2 separate regions of the Mus musculus genome follow, and region 2 is linked to region 1. Evidence: chromatin contacts called from public HiChIP or PLAC-seq data. All regions are on one chromosome and are shown on one strand. Each heading gives the region's core, a stretch centred on a gene start, on an enhancer-like site or on the middle of the called end of the contact. The rest is flanking DNA. Distances are from core to core; before and after follow the strand shown.

Region 1 (6,941 bases), core at 2,194-4,693:
GATTAGCGATAAAAACTTTCATTCATTTTATTGGCTAAAACCTCATGGAGAATGTAATTTGTGATCTGCTAAAAGTTGTTATTGTGTTTTACTGACCTGCATATCTAATTGACAACTGATGACACAATGGCTAATGATAATCTGCAAATTTCAGACATACCCAGGAACAAACTTGACTTGGTCAACTCTGAGAAAAGCAAAGGTCGTGAATGAAAGCCTGCTTGCCCGCTGTGGCGGTGACCAGTCACATTTGTCTCTCCAGCTTACCCTCAGAATGCTTCAATAGTCTTTACCATCCACAACACAGGGAAATAGTGTGTGGAGGTTAAGAATGGAAGATCTCTGCCTAGAGAATTAATGACGTTCCATACGTGTCGATGGGTCTTTTGATCAGTAATGAAGATGTAGACGTGGGTGCAAAACATAAAGGGGAGGGTATCTAAACATTGTGTGTAATTTGGAGGGTTTCCCCATCCCTTAGTGGAAACGCTTCATTGAGAAGTGTAAAATGAGATAAGGGGGAGCATGAGACCACCTCGCCCCTTCTCTTCAAGGGCTACACTGTTCTGAAGTCTCCCTTCAAGGGCTACACTGTTCTGAAGTCTCCGTGTCTCCGATGCCTTCCCAGTCCACAGTCTTATTAAATACCCCCATTTTAGCAATATAAAAAGTCCCACGATTCCTCTCTATAGATACTCAAAGGATAAGCAGAGGGCATGAATTAGTGGTGCCATGGTCTTTGGAAGATTTTATTTAGTGGCACTGTGTTAGACACATAGAAACAAAACACAAGGAAACAAAACCTAACCAAAGTCCGCCTCAGACATTGCTGAAAAGGATTATCAAACACTGTACGTGTTGTTTTAAACAATTCCATCTAAGTATACAACTCACTAGAGTGCATTTGCAGCATCTTGAGTTTGGGAATGGACGTCAGGGCCTTGCACACGCTAGGGGGAATATGAAAGCTAGTGCTTGTCCACTGAGCTCCAGCTCCAGCCCTGGGATCATGAGTCTAACGTGTCCTTGAAACTGTTGATGCTTTAGTCAGGTTCGCTAGAGGAACAGAATCAAGTGGGTGAATGTATTATCAGGTAAGCTTTAAAATAACGACAGCCAAGTCACATCTGAGACAGGAGAACCCAGCTCTCAGCTCCTCGATCTCTTACTGGGAGCGACGCCTGTAGCTGCCCAGTCCACATCAGTAGTCCCAGGTGGATGCTGGAAGCCCACGAGGTTCTCCGAGAGCACTGGTCCCCATTCTCCCATGAAAGCTTGGAAATGCTGGCTGTGCTACAGCAGACAAATCCATCCCTCGGCCCAGGAGCAGTGAGGGAAGGGTCAAGCAAACCAAGGTGAGAATTAACCGACTTTGAAATACCCTCACTGGATCTGAGCTACCACCTAAGGGTGTCACCCACAGTCTGGGCCGGCTGATTCACATCAGTGGAGACAATCGGGAAAGTTCTTCAGGTGAGGCTTTCCACTGAAGTGACATTAAATCCAACCATAATACAAAGTATATGCTAATTATATGTAACAGCGGGCTTCATAATGGAGATTTTATGTACAAATATAACCTATTTTTACCATATCAGTTGGGAATTCCTAAGCCAAGAGAAGATATTTATAAATCCTAAGTCAATGGTAAGATGTCTATAGATCACTTTGTCTTATATTTGCCCATCTTTTAAAAAATGCATACTTTTTGTGACAATATTCATAATTTTGTTATTGGTAAATTATTATTATTTAGGTACTAAATACAACATAGTTATGCAATATATGTAACCCTAAATATTGGTCTATTTTCCCACAGGAAAACAGAAGCTCAGAAAAGATACATATTTTGTTTAGTGTCTCATATCACTCAATGAGAGGGTCGTGAATCAAACACAGTTCAAGTAAATAACTGCAGGATTTGAGGCTGTCTCTCTCAGCTTGTGTGAATGAAAGTTTATAATCTTAATAAAGACTTTTAGCTGCAATTTCCCTGGAGGTGGGCAAGTAGATATCTGTCTGTCTGTCTGTCTGTCTATTCCCATCACGTGTGTATACTTTCAAGCATAATAAAACCTCCAAGCCCCTGAGGACCGGTGATGGCCAGGGAATGCACTGGATTAGGCTGATAAGTTCTGTGACTGTGGGGAAACAGGTTTAATGCTCTCTGACAAAGAATAATTCTGCCAAAAAGGAATGGGAATCTCAGAGAGCAGAGCTCCCTATGGAAAATCCCAACATTCAAATGAGGAGGTGGCCAGACTTCATTCTAGATCTCTGTTGTCCGTGTCGCAGGCTAGGGAGAGAGACAACCTACATAGAAGCATGGAAAATATATCCATATGTGTGTGTATGTGTGTGTGATGTGTATGTGTGCTTGTGTGTGTGTGTAATGTGCATGTATGTATGCTTGTGTGTGTGTGTGTGTGTGTGTATGTGTGCGTGTGTGTATGTGTGTGTGCGTGCATGTGTGTGTTGGGGGTGGGTATCTGGCCATGGTTTAAAAAAAACAAAAGAATCCCAAAGAACCTGAATGTAAATCTAGAAATCAATGTCACCCTAAACAGGTGGAGGGAAAGAATCCTAACAAAAGTGGGATACCAACCCCATTTGTGAGTCCAAACTATGAGCATCTAGATTTCTTTAATTAAGGTCAAGGTGACAATGGCAATCCCGGCTAGGGAGCGTTTTGCCCAGAGATAAATATGTCCCTCTGCATTTCTGCCAGGCAGCAGGGAGGTGTGTGTTTGGAGCTAAATTAATTTGATTTCCAGCACTCCATGGTAACTTCTGTTCCCTCTTTCCCGCTGTCAGATGTCTTCGCTGGCTGTCTCCCTTCCCTTCACCCCCACACATTTCATAACACCGAGGGAGAAAGCATGGGCTGGCTTCGGGCAGAATTTAGAAACTGAATAACTAATTTGATTCTTCTGCACGGAGTGCTATTCTCTCCTCTGTACGGAGTGCTATTCTCTCTCTCTCTCTCTCTCTCTCTCTCTCTCTCTCTCTCTCTCTCTCTCTCTCTCTCTCTCTCTCCCCTTGAGGGAGAGAAGTTGTAAACCTGAGCATAAGTATGATTATTTTTATATCATGCTTAGTGGCAAAAACTGCTTGACAACTTTTTCTTTGGGGCCAAACCTGGCGGCTCACCTCTCCTCTTTCCTTGTGTCTAATACTAACACCAACAAATGAAGTCAAAGCTCAGGCGCCCCGGAGGAACGTGCTCTATTCTGACTCTGGCTCTCCCCACTAGCCAGACTTTACAGGCTGGTCACACCTAAGGACACCCAGCCCTGTTATGGCAGCCTGGGTGCACGCCTAGCCCACCGCCCCTCGCTCTTCCTGCTGCGGCTGGGCAGGATAAGGTTACGCCGGGGCCTCCCCGGTCGCAGGGAAGAAGGCGGGCCGCTGGGGAGTTGCCACAGTTGTCAGCCCGGTCCGTTGGGAACGCTTCTCTGCAGGCGGCTGGGAGCTGAGGGTGGGACCCAGAGCACAGCCGGAGGTCGAGGTCCCCGCCATGGCCACTGTCAAGCCTCCCGGGCGTGGTTGTGGAGCCCTGCCCCGGTGGCTGCTCGGTGCCGCGCTGCTTCTGGGCCTACGGCTTTGCATGGAGTTGCGCCACGCGGGCTCGGGACCCCCGGGCCGCGGCGATTCCCCAGGGCCACCCCGGACACACCTACTGTCGGCGCCCGGCTCCCCACGCGGAGCCAGAAGGAGGCAGGTGACCTACGTGCGCAGTGGGCGCCGAGTGCTGCCCCGGGGTGGCGGGAGCACGACGTCCCCAGAGCCGAGCTGCTGTGCCCAGGGCGGGCTTCTCCGCAGGAAGGTCAGTTGCAAACCATGCAGACATGGACCTTGGAGTTGAGCCTGCACCCAGATGGCGCTAGGGAGCCTTCTGCTCAGGCCACTGGGACCTCAAGACTCTTCTATTTCCTTCTAGCTGAGCTCTCCCTGGAACTTTCTGTAGTCTCACTCAGTATCCCTATAGAATGAAGTGGAATTGAGCAGGGATCATGCAAATTCAACTAACGTTTGCTGAGCGCCTACTGTGGCAGACCTCCTTCTAGGAAAGGAGCACCAAGCAACCACACCCATTTCAGCAAGGGAGGGGGCGCTGAAAGGGAAGGAGGCATGGCTTGCCATTGTGTTTTCCCCACCCAGGCCTGGACAAAACCGGATGGGTAGACACTATGAAAGGCTCATCCAGGTGATGGTCAAGATCTGCCTTCCAGTAGCATCCAGACACCGCCCCCTTCACCCACTCCGACCCCAGAGTCCCTACCCAGCAGTGGGAACTGGCACCGGGTGAGAAGCCAAACCCATAGCACCACTTAGTGGGAAATAATCGGATGCTCCAGGGCCAGATCCTTGCCTTGTTAACTTCCCGCACTTCATTGAGTAGGTCAGTTTAAACCTCTGGTTGTTGAAGCCTCACCTTACACCTTCTTTTGGGAGCTCTGTGGTACCTAGGACTGAAAAGATTAGGAATTGGATATATGAGCTTGCCACATCCTTACACCTGCCACTCTTGCTTCCAACTGCGGTGCCATCCTCCGAAGCAAGGCTGGCTGTGCTGCCTGGAGTCGGGTTTTTCTTGATGGCATCTGAGCACCCAGCCCCCACCTGCGAGCTGGCCCCTGCATTTACCAGCCTGCTCTTCCTTTGGCTCCTCTACTCTAACACCCCCACTACTTTCAGTGATTTTCTTCCCCCACTTTTATATGCCCTGCGCTCAGTCTTCCCACATGGCATTGCTTAACAGGCAATTCTCTTATGTTCTGGGACGCACACAGCTCTTTTTTCTGTCTCCGAAATGCACCTCCTATATAAAGACTTAGCTAGTTACTCTAAAAGAGACACCTCCTTCTCACTGTGTCCATGCAGTTCCCATGATGCTGTGCTAAGCTTTCAAAACCCTTGCCAAGGGCTTCCACTGGATGCTGGGTCAAGTGCTGCCAGCACAAACTGAATTCAAAGTGTCTGGGGCTCAGGAAAGTCATACAATTTGATTCAGGCCTTGAACCTATGAAGAAAGATCAAAAAGTGAACAAAGGAGACATTTGAACTGAGATTTGATATTTTTTTTAAGAGTCTGGCCTCCTTTGTTCCTCTGTGGACACCCTTGAACACTCTGTCTTTGATAATCTCCCCTTTCTGAGTGATTCTCCACAACTTTTGTTTCTGCTGTCTCCTGTTTAAGGAGACCTAAGGGGTTGTCTTCCAGGTTATTGGTGACTAGAGCCTGCCTCACAGTGTTTAGGTTTGGAATGCATAGAATCAGGGGGTCACTGGGGGTGTTTGTGGGAAGTTCACCTCTGTCCCCTGTGGGATGCTGGAACAGAGATCAGTCTGAAAATGGCAGGCAGGTGGTAGCTATGGAGGTGGCGAGATGTAGCAAACATGGGGAATGTTGGAAAGTTACGGGGAGAAGCAGCTATCTTGGTTTATCTCTGTTATCTGTTTATCTTTGGTAGATTACAGATAGAATGTGCTGACCCCAGATAACTTTCAAATATCTTTTAGTGATTCAGTTGGAAATGCCAAATAGACATTCAGACACATTGATCTGGGGCTTAGAGGCAATGTCCAGGCTGAAGTAGCAATTTGGGGCTATTGCTCGCAAGTAGCATTAAAACTATGAGATGGTATGAGGTCAACTGGGGGTGAGTGTGACTTACAGGACAGGAGTCTGAGTACTGGGGTTCAGTCATTACAATTAAATTAAAAAGAAGATGAAAGGAAAATGTTAGTGTCTAGCATGCTAGAAACACAATGTAACAACTTTTATTTTCTCTAAGTTGTCTGAAGCGTTAGCTGCTCCTCAAGTGTAAACTGTTACAGAGTATTTACATTCTTTTGCCATATCCCGGTCCTGCTCTGCGCTCCAACCTGCATCTTGTCAATCTTCTGCCCATTCCTACTTCAGACACTTAGGTCAAGGTTCACTGAGAACCCACTCCTATCTCCATGCCGATCTCTCTGCAGCCTGTGATGGCAACGGACAGCAATGCCTTCTGTGAGTTTGAGTTGCTTTGTTCCTGCGGAGACCTGAGAATCCATTTCAGATGGGATGCTTTGTCTGAACAAAGTATTCTCCGTTGGGAGGGATTTCATTTCCCATGGTTACCATGGTAAACTCCGGAGACACTAACATGTGAAAGGTGGATACAGCTACTTCTTGAGTTTCTAAATGTCTTTATAAAAAGTAAGGCTTATCACTATTGTAAAAAAATTGTTATTAGCCTCTCATGGGAACATTTGCCTTACTTAGATTATCTTCTCCATAGTTAGTAACTTATTTTATATGAGATTTTTGAAATTATAAATTTATAATGAAATTATAAATTTACAAATATATTTTATATATAAGCTATATATTTCATATATAAATATATGTAATTACAATTATAAGATTATAAACTTTACTTACTTCATAGTAAGCATTCTTATACTCATTATGAGAATATTTATCTCATCTCACTAAGTTCCTAAACAGGATTTTGGATTTGTTTCACTTTGCCAGTCTTTCACAGCTGAGTTAAAATATTCCTCAAAACTGGAAAGGGCAGTTACTCCATCTGTGTTCTGATTTATGGGGATGGAGTTCACCATCTTATATCCTGGGATAAACTTTGTTTCTTTTGAGCCACACAAAGCAAGGTATAATTTAAGGTGATGCACCATTAATAAAAGGAAATAGAATTTGGAATTTACCCATGGAACTTTTATGTATTTTAACTTTATTATTTTATTTTAATTGCTTGAGAATACCGATCAACAGTTTCACAAGATTTTCGGTTCCTTTGCCCTGGGAGGCTTCCACATGGGTAAAGAAGAACAGATTTCATTCCGTGAGCAGCTTTCTGGGTGATTGATGAGTGCTTGTGTGAAACACTTACCTGGGTTGCAGAGTGTTTCTTGCCACCAAGCTTTTGTTGCAG
Region 2 (6,941 bases), core at 2,030-4,529, 260 kb after region 1:
TCCTGGATGTCCATCCCCCGCTCCGTTTCCCATCTCCGGGCTGTCCTACAGATCAGAACCCTTATGGAGAAAGGCACCAAGAGACTATGTTAAAGCACCCAAGCCCAGGTTCACCTGCGTCCTGGCGTATAGTAAACAGGCAAACAAACCTGACCCCGGACACATGAGCTCATGGACAAAAAAAATGAGTGTTTATTGTTTTGCATCTAAATTTGAGGTGAGTTATTTCATGAAGCATTGCTGGGGAAGTGGGTGGCTGGTTCATAAAGTCACTGCTAACATGATAATAATGGGAGGTATTTTAGCAAATAACCTGTGATCTCTGTAAAGTGGAAATAATGAACGAAGTTCAACTATAGCAATTCAACTTGTGTCTAAAAAAATTCCTAATGGCTTAACAAAAGATTTGATTTATTCTTTTAGGTAGTTTAGTTTAGAATGGTGTTTTTTAACCTTGCTAATGCTGTGACCCTTTCATACAGTTCCTCATGTTCTGGTGACCCCCCAACCATAAAATTATTTTGTTGCTACCTCATAACTGTAATTTTATAACATACGAATCATAATATAAATATCTGATATGCAACCCTGTGAAAGGGCCATTTAACCCACAGGTTGAGAACCACCGGTTTAGAACAAGAGTTTAAATATCCATTCAAGGTTCCTTTCAAGCCTTAGGAAAATATAGTATCAAATTTAACTTAAAATATGACATTTTAAAGTCTGTCTTCTTAAGTGTACTTAAAAAGTTATAACCTGCATTTTAAAAGAAATCTCTGTAGGTGTTTATACATGTGATGTGTGTGTCCGAGGTGGGGCGCACATGCCAATGTGTACCTGTGGAGGCCAGAAGACGGCTTCTGGTGTCGATTCTCACCTTTCTTCCACCTTGTTTAGCAGATGCGCTCTTCCTGCTTGCCACTGCATGCACCAGGCTGACTGGCCTGTAAGCTGTCCGAGTTCTTCCTGTCTCCACCTGAATGTAGGAGTGCTAAGATCTCAGATGTATACCACTGCACTGAAGTGTATACGGGATCTTGGTGCCCAAACTCAGGTCCTTAGATGTACGTGGCAGGCACATTGCACACTGAGGCATCTCTCCAGACACTAGTGTGTGTGTGTATGTATTTATATGTGTGTGTGTGTATGTATGTATGTATGTGTGTGTATAGATATATAGATATATATAGATATAAAGATTAATTATAACGAAATAACCAAAACCTAATGGTATGGGGTTGGAATGGTTACAGGAAATACAAAAGAAAACTGGTAACAATTTTCTAGTAATAATGTAGATGTGTTTATCAGTAAAGCACAGAGATGTTTATTATCATAGTTTATAGAGTCTTTTGTTTTTGTTTTTGAGAATATTTCTGGAAGATAAAAACATGACTGAAGAAGCCAGATTTCCAATGTAGGGTCAAAATAACCTTTTAGTGTAGGCTATTTGGCTTACTTTGCCTAAAGAGGATTTTGTTTTGTTTTGCTTTTTGTTTTTCACAAATTATCTGAGGTCGGCTTTATTTCCATAAGAATGAAAGCTACTGAGTAATAACTTCCTCCATATCCACCAGGGCCATCCATCCACAACAGAAGAATCAGGATGAGTGTGGGCCAGCAAACAGGCTTTAGTCAGTTAGCCCGTTTCTATCTTTATTCTACCTGCTTCAAGCCTTCATCTCCCCTTCTGCATCTGTGACCTCCTTCCTCTTCCCCGAGGTGGTGAGTCAGAAGATGGCAAGAAGTAGTTCCTTGCAGCAGAGATGTTAGGATGAAGTGCCACCTTTCCTGCAGAGGGAGAGGGTGTTCCTCTGTATCTACCCCTAAGTGCGGGATATCTGCTACCTTCAGGCTTACAAGGCATGTTAAGCTCTCACCGTGGTTACCCATAGCTTATAGTAATGCGAGCAGATGCGATGAATTCAAAAGACAAAACAATGCTAGTTTGGGTTGTGCTTATAAGTTATGATGTGCCTCCTGTGACCTGACCTTCAAAAGCCCTACCCTCTCTTACATATCCAGTGTACATTGTAGGTCCATGAAGTCTCTCTGGTGTCACACCTAGAACTAGGGTCCTCTTTTAGTTTCCTGATTCTTTCATTGCAGGCTTTCCTTAACAAATCCTCATCCTACTGTGCGCTGCAGTTAGGATCTGTTTGAGCTTGCCAAATAGATTACTCACAGGACAGCCAGGCATTAATGAGAAACTTCTAAATTATTATAAACAGTTTCAGAAATGACCCCCTTTTTGTTCTGTCACCTGGGACTCCTAAAATACTCTTTCCTGTTAAAATGTTTCTCTGTGTTACTCTCAGTAACAGTTGATGGGAAACAAGTCTTGGTGTCATCCAGGGTGGGGAGGGGGGTGTGCTGGTGCCTGTGTGTCTGTCCGTGTGTGTTCCAGTAAATGGAAAGTATAGGAGTGGCTTCTGACCAAAAGCCGACGATCATTAATATTTCTGAAGTCATATTTTTGGGGTAGAAAGCAAACTTGATTGTGTTTTCATGGGCATTCTCATGAGTTATGTTCAAAGTAGGACTTTTAACTTTACCCTCGGTAAACATGACACGTTGATCATGTTTTTTATTTTCAGTCCACTACATTTTACCTTCTTTAAGGTTTCTTTTTATGTATATGGGTGTTTTACCTACAGTTCTATGTGATGCCACTTGCATGCCTGGTGCCCACAGAGGACAGAAGAGGTCATTGGATCCCATGGAACTAGTTACAGACAGTTGTGAGCTCTTATATGTGTGCTGGGATCTGAACCTGGATCTTGTGCAAGAACTTTCATGTGCCATCTGTAACTCAAACTACTAGGCCATGCATCCCACTACATTTCCAACCCCCACTACATCTTCCTCTTATTATCATCTGTTTAAAAAAAAAAAAAAAAACAGCACCAAAAAAACAAAAACAAAAGAACTCTCCCTAAAGTGAAGTATAAAATAAATTATTTCAAGCTTCTAAATGATTAAAGAAATTCCTTTTTGAGTCCATTATCTATTAAATTCACTTAATAAGAACTGCATATAAACCACTAAAAAGATACTCATTGCGCAAACCAGGATTTAGAAGATAGTGTTTCTGCGTAATGAATTGTCAAATTCAGGAATTTCTAAGTTGGATATAAATAATCGTAGTTAATTAAAGGCAGCTTCCTGAAGCCAAGCAGAATGTATAGGCCCTTGTAATACACATGATGCACCCCCATTTACTCACTGCTGTGTGAAGAATACACTTAATTCTGTTCTCCATGACTGGACTATAGAAAGCGCCAGAGATCCCTGTTGCTTTTCAAGCCTGACAGGCAGGCTCTGAGTGAAGAATGAATACAGCCTTGAATAAGCAGTTGAGATGCTTTTTTCTAAAGGCTCGTTATCAATACCTTTTTCTCATTATTGTAAGGCCAGCTGCATGGCTTTTTTCCCTATAAGGAAAAAAACACAGACAGCTGAGCATGCATTGAAGTCTCTCTCTCTTTTTTTTTTTCTGCCAGAGTATGCCTTCTCTCCTGTAAACTGGAATGATCTTGAATATTTTATTGTGTGAGCATATATATCCTTGTGGGATACTGTGTGTTATACTCAAAGAGTTTTGATAGTTTTCTTGTTTATCTATCCTGCCTCTAGGCTAACTTTTTTAATACTACTTCTTTGATATGGAACACACATATCTTCGTGGCTAATAAAATTCCCCACTACCTCTCTGACCTGAAACAACAAAAAAGACACAAGAGTTATTTAATCTTAATATGTTTTCTATGTTAACATCTTCCAGTATTCCTTAGTGTCTATTTTATTTGTAATCATAAAGACTATGAAGTTTATTTCTAACTTTAATGAAAATATATAGGAAATACGTGGACCATTCTAAAAGGGCACATCTATTAGAGATGGTTTGCGTTTATTTCTATACTTATTTTTATTCTGTTTCTGTTTATTGAGTAGCACTTTTTTCTGTAACGCCTTCAAGATTGAAATGATGCTGGGTATTGGGGCCCTGACAGTGACTAGACAGTGAGCATGCAGATAAATTAACAGAGCATAATGAGCAGTGTGTTCGGGAGGTTTACAGTACAGAGACTGTCTCCGTTTCTTTTCAGTTGCAGTGACAAAACACAATGACCAAGACAACTTCTAGACAAAAGAGTTTATTTGGGGCTCCAGTCTCGGGGTGAGACCATGGCCACCACAGCACTAAGCATGAAAGCAATAAAGCATGTGTGGTGCTGGAGGTAAAGCTTACATCCTGATAAACAAGCATCAGAGACAGACAGACAGACAGACCGTAAGGAATGCTGTGGGCTTTTGGAACCTCAAAGCCCGTCCCCAGAGATGCACCTCCTCCAACAAAGCCACACCTAATCATCCCAAACTGTTCCTCCAAGGGGAAGCTGAGTATTCAACTTACGAGCCCAAGGGCGCATATGAACATTCTCAGTCAAACTACCATATCCCTCTCCCTGGCCCCTTACAGGCTCATGGCCATATAATGCAACACGCACTCAGTCCTACTTCAAAGTCTCCGTAGTCTTTCCCTGCCTCCATAGAGTTAAAATCAAAAAATTCCAAGGTCTCTTATGAGTCTTGAGGCAGTCTCTTAATTGTAACTCCCTGTAAAATCAAAAGGCAGATCACATACTTCCAACAGACAGTGGCACAGAATATACATTGCCATTCCCAAAGGAAAGAAATGGAACATAGGAAGGAAATACTAGACCAAGGCGAGACCAAAACCCAGCAGGGCAAACTCCAGATGCTGCAGCTCTGTCTGATGTCAGAGGGTATGGGTGGTTCCACCAAGTTTGCTAGCTGTTCCACACTTTCCTCTCTCTCAGAGCATCCATTCCCTGACGAGCTCTTCTTCGATGGCATCCCACCTCTGGCATCATCAACATTTTGAGTCTCCAGTGCAGCTCAGCTTCACTCTCAAAGCTTTAGCAATGGCTTCTCAGAGACTCCCCGGCCACGTGCCTGGTGTTCCTTAATGGAGGAGGATTTTTGCAGCCTCCTTTCTCCTGTGCCCTTCATGAGTCTAAAGTCGGAACCATGTGGCAGATGGTGCCAAGTTCAGCTGCCGGCTTGCAGTAGAAACTGGCTCCCCTTCCTCACATTACATTTGCATAAACTTTGATTTGCTGTTGCTTCCTTTTGGTGCATAAAGCTTTCCTTTTTGTACTTTGGAAACAGCTGGATGGGATCTTGCACTGAAGGCATCACTCCCTGGATTCCGTTCCTCCTTCCCTCTTTCAGCACAAGCCTAGGCTTAGCATTAAAGCTTTTTCTCCTCAAGCTGTGCATTTTGTGTATCTTTGTGCCCTGCTTGGTCTTTTTCACCTACCCGAGGATCATCACTAATAACCAAATGACAGGATCAGTATTAAGCTATCTTGAAGTCCTCTCTGCCAACAAAACTAGTTTAAAACTCTTGAGTTTAGCCTCAAGCAGATTCTTAGGACAAAGGCAAAAAAGCAACCACATTCTTTGCCCAGATATCACAAGAATAGTCTCTGGCCCAGTTGCTATTGTTGTTCCCCTCTGACATCTCTTGAACTGGGCTTCCATTGTGCACGTTGATCTCAGCACTACTGTCTTCCAAGCTCGTACTAGAATGGCCCTTTAAGCCCTGCTTATGGCATTCAACTGTTTTCCTAGAACAAAGTTTCCCAGGTTCTTAAAAAAAAAAAAAAAGCACCTGCCAGGCCACTCACAGCAATAGCCCGCTCCCTGGTACCAACTTCTGTCTTAGTTACTTTTTTATTGCCATAACTAAACATCATGATGAAGGCAACTGATATAGTTAGGCTTTCTAGTGCTGCAATGAATAAACTAGACTGGGTTATTGGAGAGGAAAGAGTCAAAGATGTCTGCTAGGGTACAGGCTGCAAGAGACTATTGAGGGAGAGGCAGGCTTGGAGAGATGTGTGATGGAGTTTCAGGTAGATCTAGGCGTAGCTGGAGGGAGGATTCATTAAGGATGGAGTAAATGAGTAAGAAATTTGTAGAAATTATCAGTAAGCATCTACCGAGTTGGTGACCAGAGCTTACAATGTCCCTTAGTATGCAGTCTATATAGGGGTTGGTTTGCTTGTTTTCCAGCAGCCTGACCTAACTTCATGATTAGATTTCTACACTGAAGTTCTTACACACGGCTGGTTTGATCTCCTTTTCTCATTAAGTACTTTCACAGGCCCTTCCAAGTTGTCAGCTCATGTGAGTAAATCAACCTTCCATTGTAAGATGTCACCCCACCTCCCTGGGTTTGGTGTAACCCCAACTCCACTCACACCCCCTTTTCCTGTCTCTCCTGCAGCATTTCCCTCGTTTCCAGATTAACAACTATGGCTGCCCTTTACGTGGACATCTTTGCAGTCTAGAGATCTCCTTCTGAGTGTCCTGTCAGAGATGATGCTGCTAGGATGATCATGTGATCCAGAAGAACGAAGGAGCAAAGGGAAGCCCCTTGGGGTTTGACTTTTCACCTCTTTCACGTCTGAGTTATCTTGTCTGCCCAATTTACTCGGTCAGCAGCAATCTATTTTCCCTTGAAGACAAACTCCTTGGCTCAGATAATAACTGTGTGTGGTCCTGTTAATTTTACCTCTTAGAGCATGTTGAGATGAGAACAAAGGTTTAATTATTGGATTGATGGATTTTTTTTTCCCGCCATTCTTTGGCAATAAACTTTCTACCCTAGCAAGGCTTTTCAGAAATATCAGGTGTAGTCACAGAAGCAGAACATGTAAACTGTTTAGCAGTACTTAAAAAACAGCTCAGAGTGAAGGGCCAATAGCAAGCCTTTCTCTAATGCCCAAGGCTAGACACTCCCTTTTGATATCCAAGACTGTCTCTCCTTTTTGATGTCCAAGGCTGGACCCTCCCTTCTGTTTAGTGCTTGACTGTTATCAATGTTAGAAATACTCGTGGGAAAGTAC

Evidence for each region. HiChIP or PLAC-seq counts read pairs in DNA pulled down with a chosen protein or histone mark.
Region 2: a contact with region 1 is called in an H3K27ac HiChIP or PLAC-seq map of oligodendrocyte precursor cells, with 4 times the contacts expected there. The contact joins the enhancer-like site here to the promoter of Mettl24 in region 1. A contact is called at or near these places in 9 of 39 promoter capture datasets (the 3T3-L1 cell line, the HPC-7 cell line, HPC-7-derived erythroid cells and 5 more), 1 of 484 Hi-C or Micro-C datasets (cerebral cortex), 3 of 115 datasets of contacts at active chromatin or transcription factors (astrocytes, embryonic basal ganglia and oligodendrocyte precursor cells) and 1 of 9 other capture datasets (adipose tissue).

Annotation. Positions count from the first base shown.
Region 1 is chr10:40,679,839-40,686,779 of GRCm38.p6, forward strand. It overlaps Mettl24 (methyltransferase like 24), which reads left to right and starts at 3,444. Exons shown (of 5, transcript NM_177793.3): 1 at 3,444-3,826. The coding sequence starts at 3,518. It also overlaps a transcript of Ddo not described here.
Region 2 is chr10:40,939,607-40,946,547 of GRCm38.p6, forward strand. No RefSeq gene overlaps it. Among named protein-coding and RNA genes, the nearest start is that of Wasf1, 59 kb to the left of the region's middle. Within about 2 kb of position 3,280, at least 17 of the 459 cell types and tissues checked have an H3K27ac peak or open chromatin away from gene starts, as enhancers often do. A contact at or near this core is called in embryonic basal ganglia and oligodendrocyte precursor cells, where this site is marked.